2 separate regions of the Xenopus laevis genome follow, and region 1 is linked to region 2. Evidence: chromatin contacts called from public Hi-C data. All regions are on one chromosome and are shown on one strand. The core of a region is the stretch at or near the end of the contact, and the rest is flanking DNA. Distances in the headings are between cores, read along the strand shown. Region 1 overlaps LOC108718546 (laminin subunit alpha-1). Region 2 holds the start of lrrc30.L (leucine-rich repeat-containing protein 30).

Region 1 (4,637 bases), core at 1,362-3,861, 78 kb after region 2:
ATGTGAGATCTAAGTGTGTGATTGCATCCTTTGTAGCTAAGCTAGGTCTCTGTCAGGGCATGCAGCTGGAATGAATTACACAACTGTAATTTTGTTAGAAAGTTTTAAGACTGAGGAACAAGGAGGTTCAGAGGCAGGAAGTGTTGGAATGATGATGAGATAAGAGGATTTATGAATAAGGGGCAATATAAGAGAGCATGGGGAAGTCATGAACTGTTCTGAGCTTGTAAAACATAACCCAGAAAGTACAAACTAATAATTAAATTAAAAAAATCTTTCTCAACATTGGCCTTGTACAAATCTTGCTTCAGTTATCCAAACATTAGAGACAGGAACAGAATTTTCCAGCCTGTGGCCTTGATGTGTTGTGATTACAAACATTATCTTTAGTCAGTCATAATTTGCCAGCTAAGAATGGTGAGAAGTTAACTACTACATTTTCTATACAGATTCAAACAAAAAGAAGTTTAAATTTAGTATTTGAGTCACCCAGAGCAAACCAGCCAACAATTGTTTTCTTAAATGTTGTGTTTGAAAAACATCATTTGTGTACAACATTTCTTTTTGATGCATCACTTCAGCACGTGATAAAAATATTTTCTTAAGTATTTCAAGTGCAATTATATGCAGATCCTGGTTTCATATTGTATAATGGCTAATTCTGACCAAGCATGAAGTGGGCATTGTCTCAGCATTAAAAAATCCATATTTTGTATTTAGCAGTAATTTGCTTAGATCCAAATAGAAATATAAATCCAAAATAAATTCTACCTCTGAATAAACCCCATTAACTCAATAATGTCATTTTCTGAAGCATGCCGATGCCACCCAAACAGTTCCATTTCGGCCACGTGCCACCACGAGACTGGGTTCTGTGAGTGCAAAACCAATGTACTTGGACAAAGATGCGACCAGTGTATGGTAAGAAATTGCAGAAGAATATTTTATGTTCAAACTAGCTTAAAACATGGCTTATTGACTAAAGGCATCTATTTATATTGGGTGTCAAAATGATCACAGTATTATTTAGATATTATGTCCAATCTGCTCCTTCCATAACACTTTACATCCTTTCCTTATGCACCCCAGTGGGATCTTCATGGCTTTATACACACTATGCAAGTGTAGGAAGAAGCTTTGGTCTGGTCTGATCAGTCACACAAGGAAATTCATTCCTATACATCTCTATGCAGTTGCATGACAGTTACACAATTGAGTACAGTGTACACCATTGACCAACTACAGGTCATCTCAGGATCAATCTATATTTAATATTCTTTCATACTTTGAAGTAGGCAAAATGCAAATGTATCTAAATAATGTGTAGGATTTATGCCTACTTACCTATCCTTTAATTATGTGTGAATAGAGATTTGAAGCTTCAATTCATGTTTGCATAGCTTATCAATGTGGCTTATACTTGTGGCTTATGCTTGTCTTACAAGCAGGACAGAAGGCTAACCAACTGGTCACACCAATTACATGGGGAATGGAGGTTTGTCATCCAATTAACTCCTACAATTGTAGATTAACAGCATTTTTAGTCTTTAGGGAACTTCTGTTCCTACACTAGAAGAGAAGGACACAGTTTGGTAAAATTAGATACAATAGATTGGGCCACGTTTATCCTTCTGTGTAGAACCAGTGAAAGAGGAATTGCTCTGCTGAGCTAAGTCATAGTAGATCGATATTCCTGTACTGTGCACATAAGTCCCAATACTTTGCTTTCTTTAGATAGGATATTTTTGTCGTTGATTTGCTTCCAAATTGTCATACTTTAGCCTGACAGGATTTTTTGTTTTTACAGCACGGCTATTATGGCTTGACTACTGGCCTGGGCTGTCTTCCCTGTAACTGTAGCCAAATGGGCTCCATCTCGGATGCCTGCAATGATTTAGGGCAATGCCCCTGTGTTCCTGGCGTGGCTGGATTGAAGTGTGACATTTGTGCTCATGGATTTTATGCATTCCAGGAGGGTGGCTGCTCGCGTAAGTCCTATTCAGAGCCTCAGTGACTTCTCTGTTGTTGTTGTGGCGATTAAGCATTTTTCTGCTTCTCAATGTACTCCTTGGAAAGCTTAAAACAATCTGTGTTATTTTCCCCCAGCTTGTGATTGTGCACACACGCAGAACAACTGTAACCCCAACACTGGAGAGTGTATTTGTCCTCCTCACACAATTGGGCCTAAATGTGATTCCTGTGAAGCAAACTACTGGGGCCATGATCCAGAACTGGGCTGTCTGGTAAGAGCGAGAGCAACTTGGTAGTCATGTGGGATGGTGCAGCTTTGGAAGGTCTGGGTACAGGGGGCTTATATTTATATTTCTTCCCTACTAATAACATTTGTGTCAAATACTGTATCATTTTACCAGCCAGGCTAGTAAAATAGCATCCAAGTTCCACTTGGTGCCATTATTTTGTTTGACCATTGCATTTAATCCCTTCTAATATGTAAATATATTGTGTTATTAGGAGTGCAATTGCAGCATCGCAGGTTCGCAAACGCTTCAGTGTGACCTGTCGTCTGGCCAATGTCCTTGCAGAGATGGGTTTGGAGGGCAGACTTGCAATGCTTGCGCTTTTGGATTCAGGCAATACCCCAGCTGTGTTGCTTGTGATTGTGAGCCCAGTGGTACCCAATCTGCCTGGTGCGATGACACACAAACTGTGTGCAGCTGCGAGGAAGATACTGGTGTCTGTGCTTGTAAGGTAAAATTAGAACTAGTTTCTCCTTGAGTAAAAGATATGTCTTATGTTGATATTCTGTTTAGGGATGTCGCGGACTGTTCGCCTGCGAACTTGTTCGCGCGAACATCGACTGTTCGCGAACGTCGCGCGACGTTCGCCAATTTGGGTTCGCCTTAGCTGGCGTTTTTTTTTGCCATTTCTCCCCCAGACCAGCAGATACATGGCAGCCTATCAGGAAGCTCTCCCTCCTGGACCACCCCCACACCCCCTGGACCACTCCCCTTCCATATATAAACTGAAGCCCTGCAGCGTTTTTTCATTCTGCCTGTGTGTGCTTGGAAGAGCTAGTGTAGGGAGAGAGCTGTTAGTGATTTGAGGGACAGTTGATAGTAACTTTGCTGGCTAGTAATCTACTTGATACTGCTCTGTATTGTAGGGACAGAACTCTGCAGGGATTTGAGGGACATTTTAGGTTAGGTAGCTTTGCTGACTAGTAATCTACCTTCTACTGCAGTGCTCTGTATGTAGCTGCTGTGGGCAGCTGTCCTGCTGCTGATCTCTCATCTGCTGACTGCTGCCTGTAACCCAATAGTCCTTGTAAGAACTGCTTTTATTTTCTTTTTTGTTTTTTTTACTTTGCTACTGTAAGAGCCCAGTGCTATTAGTCTAGCTGTGTTGGGGAGTGGGACTGGTGTGCTGCTCCTCCTAGTAGTTCACCACTACCAGCACCAACCAGAGTCAAAATTGTTACAAAGTATCTTATTTGCACCTGTTAGCTGTTCTGAGCTCTCTGCCAAAAGCTAATTAAGTTAGAAACTGTTTTTTTTCTGGCTGTTCAGTGCAGAGAAAAGAGGGACTGGTGTGCTGCTCCTCCTAGTAGTTCACCACCACCAGCACCAACCAGAGTAAAAATTGTTACAAAGTATCTTATTTGCACCTGTTAGCTGTTCTGAGCTCTCTGCCAAAAGCCAATTAAGTTAGAAACTGGTTTTTTTCTGGCTGTTCAGTGCAGAGAAAAGAGGGACTTTCCAGTACAAAAGAGGGACAGGGGGTTGAGTGGTCAAAAGAGGGACAGTTGGGAGGTATGCAAGTGCCACCTAGCTGTGTGAGCTTTTTCACATTCTGTCTAAATAACAATAATAATTCCGTGTCCGTAAACATCACCTGAGTGATGTTTTTACAGCAGCAATAATATATTCCGTATCCACTACTGTATACGTTGCCCTTGCAGGCATTGTTTGCCCAGTCTTTAACCAAGTGCCACCTAGCTGTGTGAGCTTTTTCACATTCCGTGTCCAGAAACATCACCTGAGTGACGTAGTGTGATTTCTGCCCTTTACAGCACAAAACGCAGCGCTGTGTCAACAATGTATTTTTCAGATACATTTTTGCCCTTGATCCCCCTCTGGCATGCCACTGTCCAGGTCGTTGCACCCTTTAAACAACTTTAAAATCATTTTTCTGGCCAGAAATGTCTTTTCTAGCTTTTAAAATTCGCCTTCCCATTGAAGTCTATGGGGTTTGCGACGTTCGCGAACCGTTCGCATTTTTGACGCAAGTTCGCGAATATGTTCGCGAACTTTTTTTCCGACGTTCGCTACATCCCTAATTCTGTTATTATAGGATCAACAACTGCTAAGAACATCCAGTTCCCTTATCTGCAATGATTGCCTCTGTCTCTTTCTCTCTGTCTCTGTGGATATATATGTTTAAACATTGCCACCTGCTGGAATCCAGCAATAACAGTTACTTGTAAAGTTTTACAGACGTTTTGCCTCTGTAGTAATTTGCACTTTGCATCAGTTTATTTTTTTTTCTTGTAGATGTAAATGTCAAGTGACACATAGAACCATATAATGAGTACAGTGGCAACAATTTGTATGGTCCTTTTATATTGTTATTGATACGCTGCTCATTTTATGTTATAGCACAATGTGGTGGGAAGTTAC
Region 2 (4,796 bases), core at 700-3,199:
AGTTTATTCGAGGTAGAAAACCCCCTCACAAACTCATCCTTTGATAAATAACTTCCTAAAAGTTAACTTAAAGGTGAACCATCCCTTTCAGTAAATGTTCAGACATAGGATACTATGGCACAACTCAAAGTTGGTAAATCAGCTTGATGTATGTGCAATGTGGCATGTTGCCCTGGACATTCACCAATCACACCCTGTTATGGTCTTCCATGTCCCTCACTGCACCCAAGCCAGTTCTATAAATATGGGAAACTCCGGAAAAAAATCAGGACAGTGTGTTGGACAGATGGAATTCTCTATTTGTAGCAATGTGAAAACCTATATATTCCTCTGTAATGGGCACTATATATTTTGTATAGCAGTTTATTAATGCCCAACATAAGACCATGTTGCACAGTTTGAACAATCCCATTGTATATGATTCACACGCATTGTATGCAGTGAACACTTTATCACAGAAGAAAACCCTCTAAAGCCAGATGACTATGTAAAATGCCTTTTCTGCCCTACCTTCTTATCAGCCCTTTGTGCAATTTTGGACTTTTAAATGATAACTTAAATGTAAACATCTTTTGATGACAATAATCCTTTGCACAAGGCATACCCACATAAAAAATGACTTAATTGTACCCCTATTGTTTTTTCCCCCCTAAAAGTGAAAATGAGATACTTGCAGTATAGATGTAGGAGACGTTACATGCTAATTCATGATAAAAATACATGGCAGATGTGTCTAATATTGCTCTTAGATGTGGCATATATTACATCTTTTTATTATTGTAAATATAATATCAACATCAATTTATATTAGCGATTTAAAAGAGCAAAGTCAGCAATATCTACATTAAGATTGTTCATTTAGTATATGGTTTAAAACATTTTTAGCATATTGCCCCCTTTAATATTTAATTGGCTTTACTTTAAATTAAATTTTGAATCTAAAAGTGATTATCCCAGGAGAAGCATTCAGTCCGGTTTGATTTTGTCCTCAAGGTATGCAAAGAGCATATTAAGCCCTCCATCAACCATAGCCTGCAGTGGCTTGGCTAAGGGGTTATTTATTATATGAAGACCTTTATCCATTGGATTGTATGCGATTCTTGTCAGCTTCATTAATTTATACAGGTCGTCAGGAAGCGTTTGTATACAATTGTAATCCACATTTAAAAGTTCCAGGGAGGTCAGCAAGCAAATAGATCTTGGTAAAACACGTAAAATGTTATTGTCAATAACCAGTATCTTCAGTTGTTCCAAAAACTGAATACTGTCAGCTATGGCTTCTATCTGATTGGAACCCAAATGTAGAAAATCCAAATTCTTCATTTGAAAAACGCAAGAGGGAATGCAAGTAAGCCGGTTGTTGCTCAGATTCAACTTTTTAAGCAAAGTTAAATCACTGAACGATACTGGAAGTGCTGATAGGTAGTTATGTGAAAGACTCAGGACTTCCAACTTTTTGCATGAACCCAGCTCCTCTGGTAGCTCCACTAAGTAGTTCATGTTAACGAAAAAGACCCTAAGATTTCTCAGTAGACCTATCTCCTTGGGCAGGGATACAATCTGGTTCCCACACAAGTTCAGCACTACTATATATCCCAGCTTTCCCAGTTCAGGGGGAAGTCTCTCCAGTCTGTTGTGGGAAAGATTGAGTTTTGTAACATCAGTCATATCCCAGATGAAGGTAGGGATTTCATGAATATCCTTCATTACGAAGTTGAAGGTGGAACTGCTTGCTTCTTTTTGATGATCATCAACCTCTCTTTCTTGTGAATTCCTTACCTCCCTCTGCTTGCCTTTTGAACATCGGATTGAACATTTTGCTCCCATTTCATATCCAATAAAAGGTCTGTGAGAGAATATGTCATGGCTCACAGGACAAAGTTAAACTATTGGAGCTTGAAACAGGTTGTCTATAAATAAAGAGCCTTCTGAGATTGACTGCCTTTTGGCTCAAAGCTAATTAGGTCAGCCTGTCTGCTGAATAGACAACTACAAGTATAACTACAGTACAAGCTGCCCCTGTCATTTCATGGATTACGACAGGGCCGAATAAAGGTTTTTTATTGTGTTTTAACAGACACTAAGTCACATATAAATTGAGTGTATCATATTTCCATGAATGTGACCTAACAGCCTATAAACACAGCACTTAATAAATTTTCTAATTCTAAGGCATTAATGAGTACAGAAATGAGTCAGAAATGAAAAGTATATATTGTATTGATGACATTTTAAGAATTATTTAAAAGGGGCCATAACAGAAGAGTTTAGGTGTGAAACATTCAGATGAAATACAAATACTTGCTAGTGATAAGCAAATTTATTCGCCAGCCAGGGATTTGCGTCGAAATTCCGCATTTCGCCATGTGCAAATTTTTTCACAAAATTCTACAAGAATAGGACAGATTCGCTCCTTACTAATACTTGCCAATACAGGAGGTAAATATGGCCGTGCTCATTAAAGGAATTGTTTACCTTTACATTAACTATATTAACAATAAATTTGTAAAAATTGCAGAGCATTTGTTTTTTAGATGGGGTCAGTGACCCCAATTTGAAAGCAGAAATCAGAAGAATGCAAATAATTCAAAAGAAAAAAATGAAGGTCAATTAAATATATTGCAATATATGGACAAACAATCCCTGTTTTGTTTAATAGCAGTATGCACAAGATGTCTCAATGTCTTAAATATATTGATAATGGGTTGAGTGCAGAGGACTCTTGTATTTGACTATATGTATTTTGTGGTCACAGCCTCATTGCACCCCCGCCTAATGGTTTTAAAAAATAGTGGTGAGCACAACTTTCCCTTGTTTGTTATAGTTCTACAGGAGCAGTGACCAGCTCCATGTTGTAGCTCCCACCCTCTCCAACTATAGTCAGGTGATCCCACTGGTGTCTAATAAAAGGGCGGCCAAGTTTGGGAGTTTTACTTTGAAAGCAGCTAGTAAGTTGCAGGTAAAACTTAGTCCCTTTGTAAAATGTATAATGAAGCAATAGAATTCTTAATGAATCAGATGAAAATTGAGCATAGGACTGGCCAGATATGGGATGACTTTGACGTAGTTGGCCAGCTTAAATATATTGCAATATATGGACAAACAATCCCTGTTTTGTTTAAAGGGTAAGGCATTTTTAGTAGCAGTATGCACAAAATGTCTCAATGTCTTAAATATATTGATAATGGGTTGAGTGCAGAGGACCTCTTGTATTTGTCAGTTAAAAGTTGCTTGCAATTAGCCATTCTATAGCATACTAAAAGTAATTTGAAGGGGAAATCACCCCTTTAAAGTTTAATATCCAAAAGTACAATATGTAATGACATTCCCCTTGAATGGAATCACTGGGAGTCACCCGTTACTGTTCCTTCGGATATGGCGCAATAATGGTAAGGCTTGCCACCACTAAGGGTAGCTTTAATAATTAAAACTTTTTTGGGTGCCATTACAATTAACCACCCACTGTATACATCAACACATCGTTCATAGTGCATAAAGAGCATTAATTAGTGGTTTGTTATATCTACTGCAGACCTGTGTACATTTGACATTGCACCACATGGTGGTCTGACAGTAAGGCTCCTAGTGATACTACAGCTGTTATGAAATATACAAACATAAAATACATCAGAGGTTGTCCAATTTCAGGATTCAGCGAACCAGGCAGCTTTAAAGGTTTCCCAATGCAAAAGTTTCAAAAAATTTAATTCAGTCCATTATATAAAATAGACGGTGGAACATCTTACAGGATTTAGTCATCTCTGTTAGTAACATGACATATGATTAAAATAAAGCGCTAAGTGAGCTTATTCTAAGGAACATAGTCTAGTTATGGGCTATATGAGTGCTCTTTCATATTGTGAAGGTGTTTAGCAACCTGGGAGGTCATATTTCTTTGCACATATATAAGTGTCAGGATAGTGACCATGAAAATTGAATATCTTTCAAAAGAAGATGCCTTATACAGTATTGTATTTATGTATGTTTATGTGGCAAATATTTTAAGTAGACAATTGGATTGTTGTGTTCATTGCAGGAAATGAAAGATGAAATTGAATGCAATCAACAGAGAGGGGGAAGGTACTGGTGATATAAACTAATCTAGAATCCCTGCCAAAACTTGCACCTTCTCTTTCTTTTTTATCACTTGCCCTCTAGTCTTGTATTTACTGCTACAGTTTATCCCCCGTCTATCCTTCTCTTGTGTTTTCTCATGCCTTTATATATAGTTATCAAGCAATATAGCTCTCTGTGTTAATATAATATGAAGGGGTCAATATAGTATCATATAGTTACTTTGAGGTTTAAGAATTTGTAGTAAATGTGGTTTTCATATTCTTATTCTGATTTGTTCCGCATTTTTATTTCATTCGTGCATTCTGTATTCGGATCTTATAATAAATAAGTAGAAATGCATGGATTTTTTAAATGTGACTTTAGACAAGGTTGAAAAAATCTCTAAAATTACACAAATCGAAATTTTGTATATGTATATGTATCAGGGTCATAGATAGGAATTATCTGAGGATAACTTCCTTATTAAAATTCCAATAATATTTATGTTTTAACAATTGTTTTCTCTAATCCTGACAAGGCACTGGATATACATTCTCCAGAGTCTCAACTGCTGTCATTTTCATGCTTCATGTCAAAACATTCTTAGTTTCCCTGAAATGGCTTCTGATTTCATACTACAGACTTGTGCTCATCGAGGCTCTCAACGAATTTTATTTTTTAAGTATGCCACCTATAAGTGGATATGGTTTAATCTCAGGGGTGTAATATACCTTTGCTAG

What was found. Hi-C and Micro-C count contacts between places; a contact is called where the count stands out from the background.
Region 1: a contact with region 2 is called in a Hi-C map of the XTC cell line, with 5 times the contacts expected there. The contact joins the enhancer-like site here to the promoter of lrrc30.L in region 2. A contact is called at or near these places in 2 of 4 Hi-C or Micro-C datasets (the XL177 cell line and the XTC cell line).

Annotation. Positions count from the first base shown.
Region 1 is chr6L:112,416,335-112,420,971 of Xenopus_laevis_v10.1, forward strand. LOC108718546 (laminin subunit alpha-1) reads left to right here. Exons shown (of 63, transcript XM_041566381.1): 20 at 815-921; 21 at 1,808-1,988; 22 at 2,107-2,243; 23 at 2,473-2,709; 24 at 4,617-4,637. Among protein-coding and RNA genes, the nearest start is that of LOC108718546, 60 kb to the left of the region's middle. Within about 2 kb of position 2,612, at least 1 of the 7 cell types and tissues checked has an H3K27ac peak or open chromatin away from gene starts, as enhancers often do.
Region 2 is chr6L:112,338,816-112,343,611 of Xenopus_laevis_v10.1, forward strand. It overlaps lrrc30.L (leucine-rich repeat-containing protein 30), which reads right to left and starts at 1,950. Exons shown (of 1, transcript XM_018267186.2): 1 at 815-1,950. The coding sequence starts at 1,827. The coding sequence ends at 967.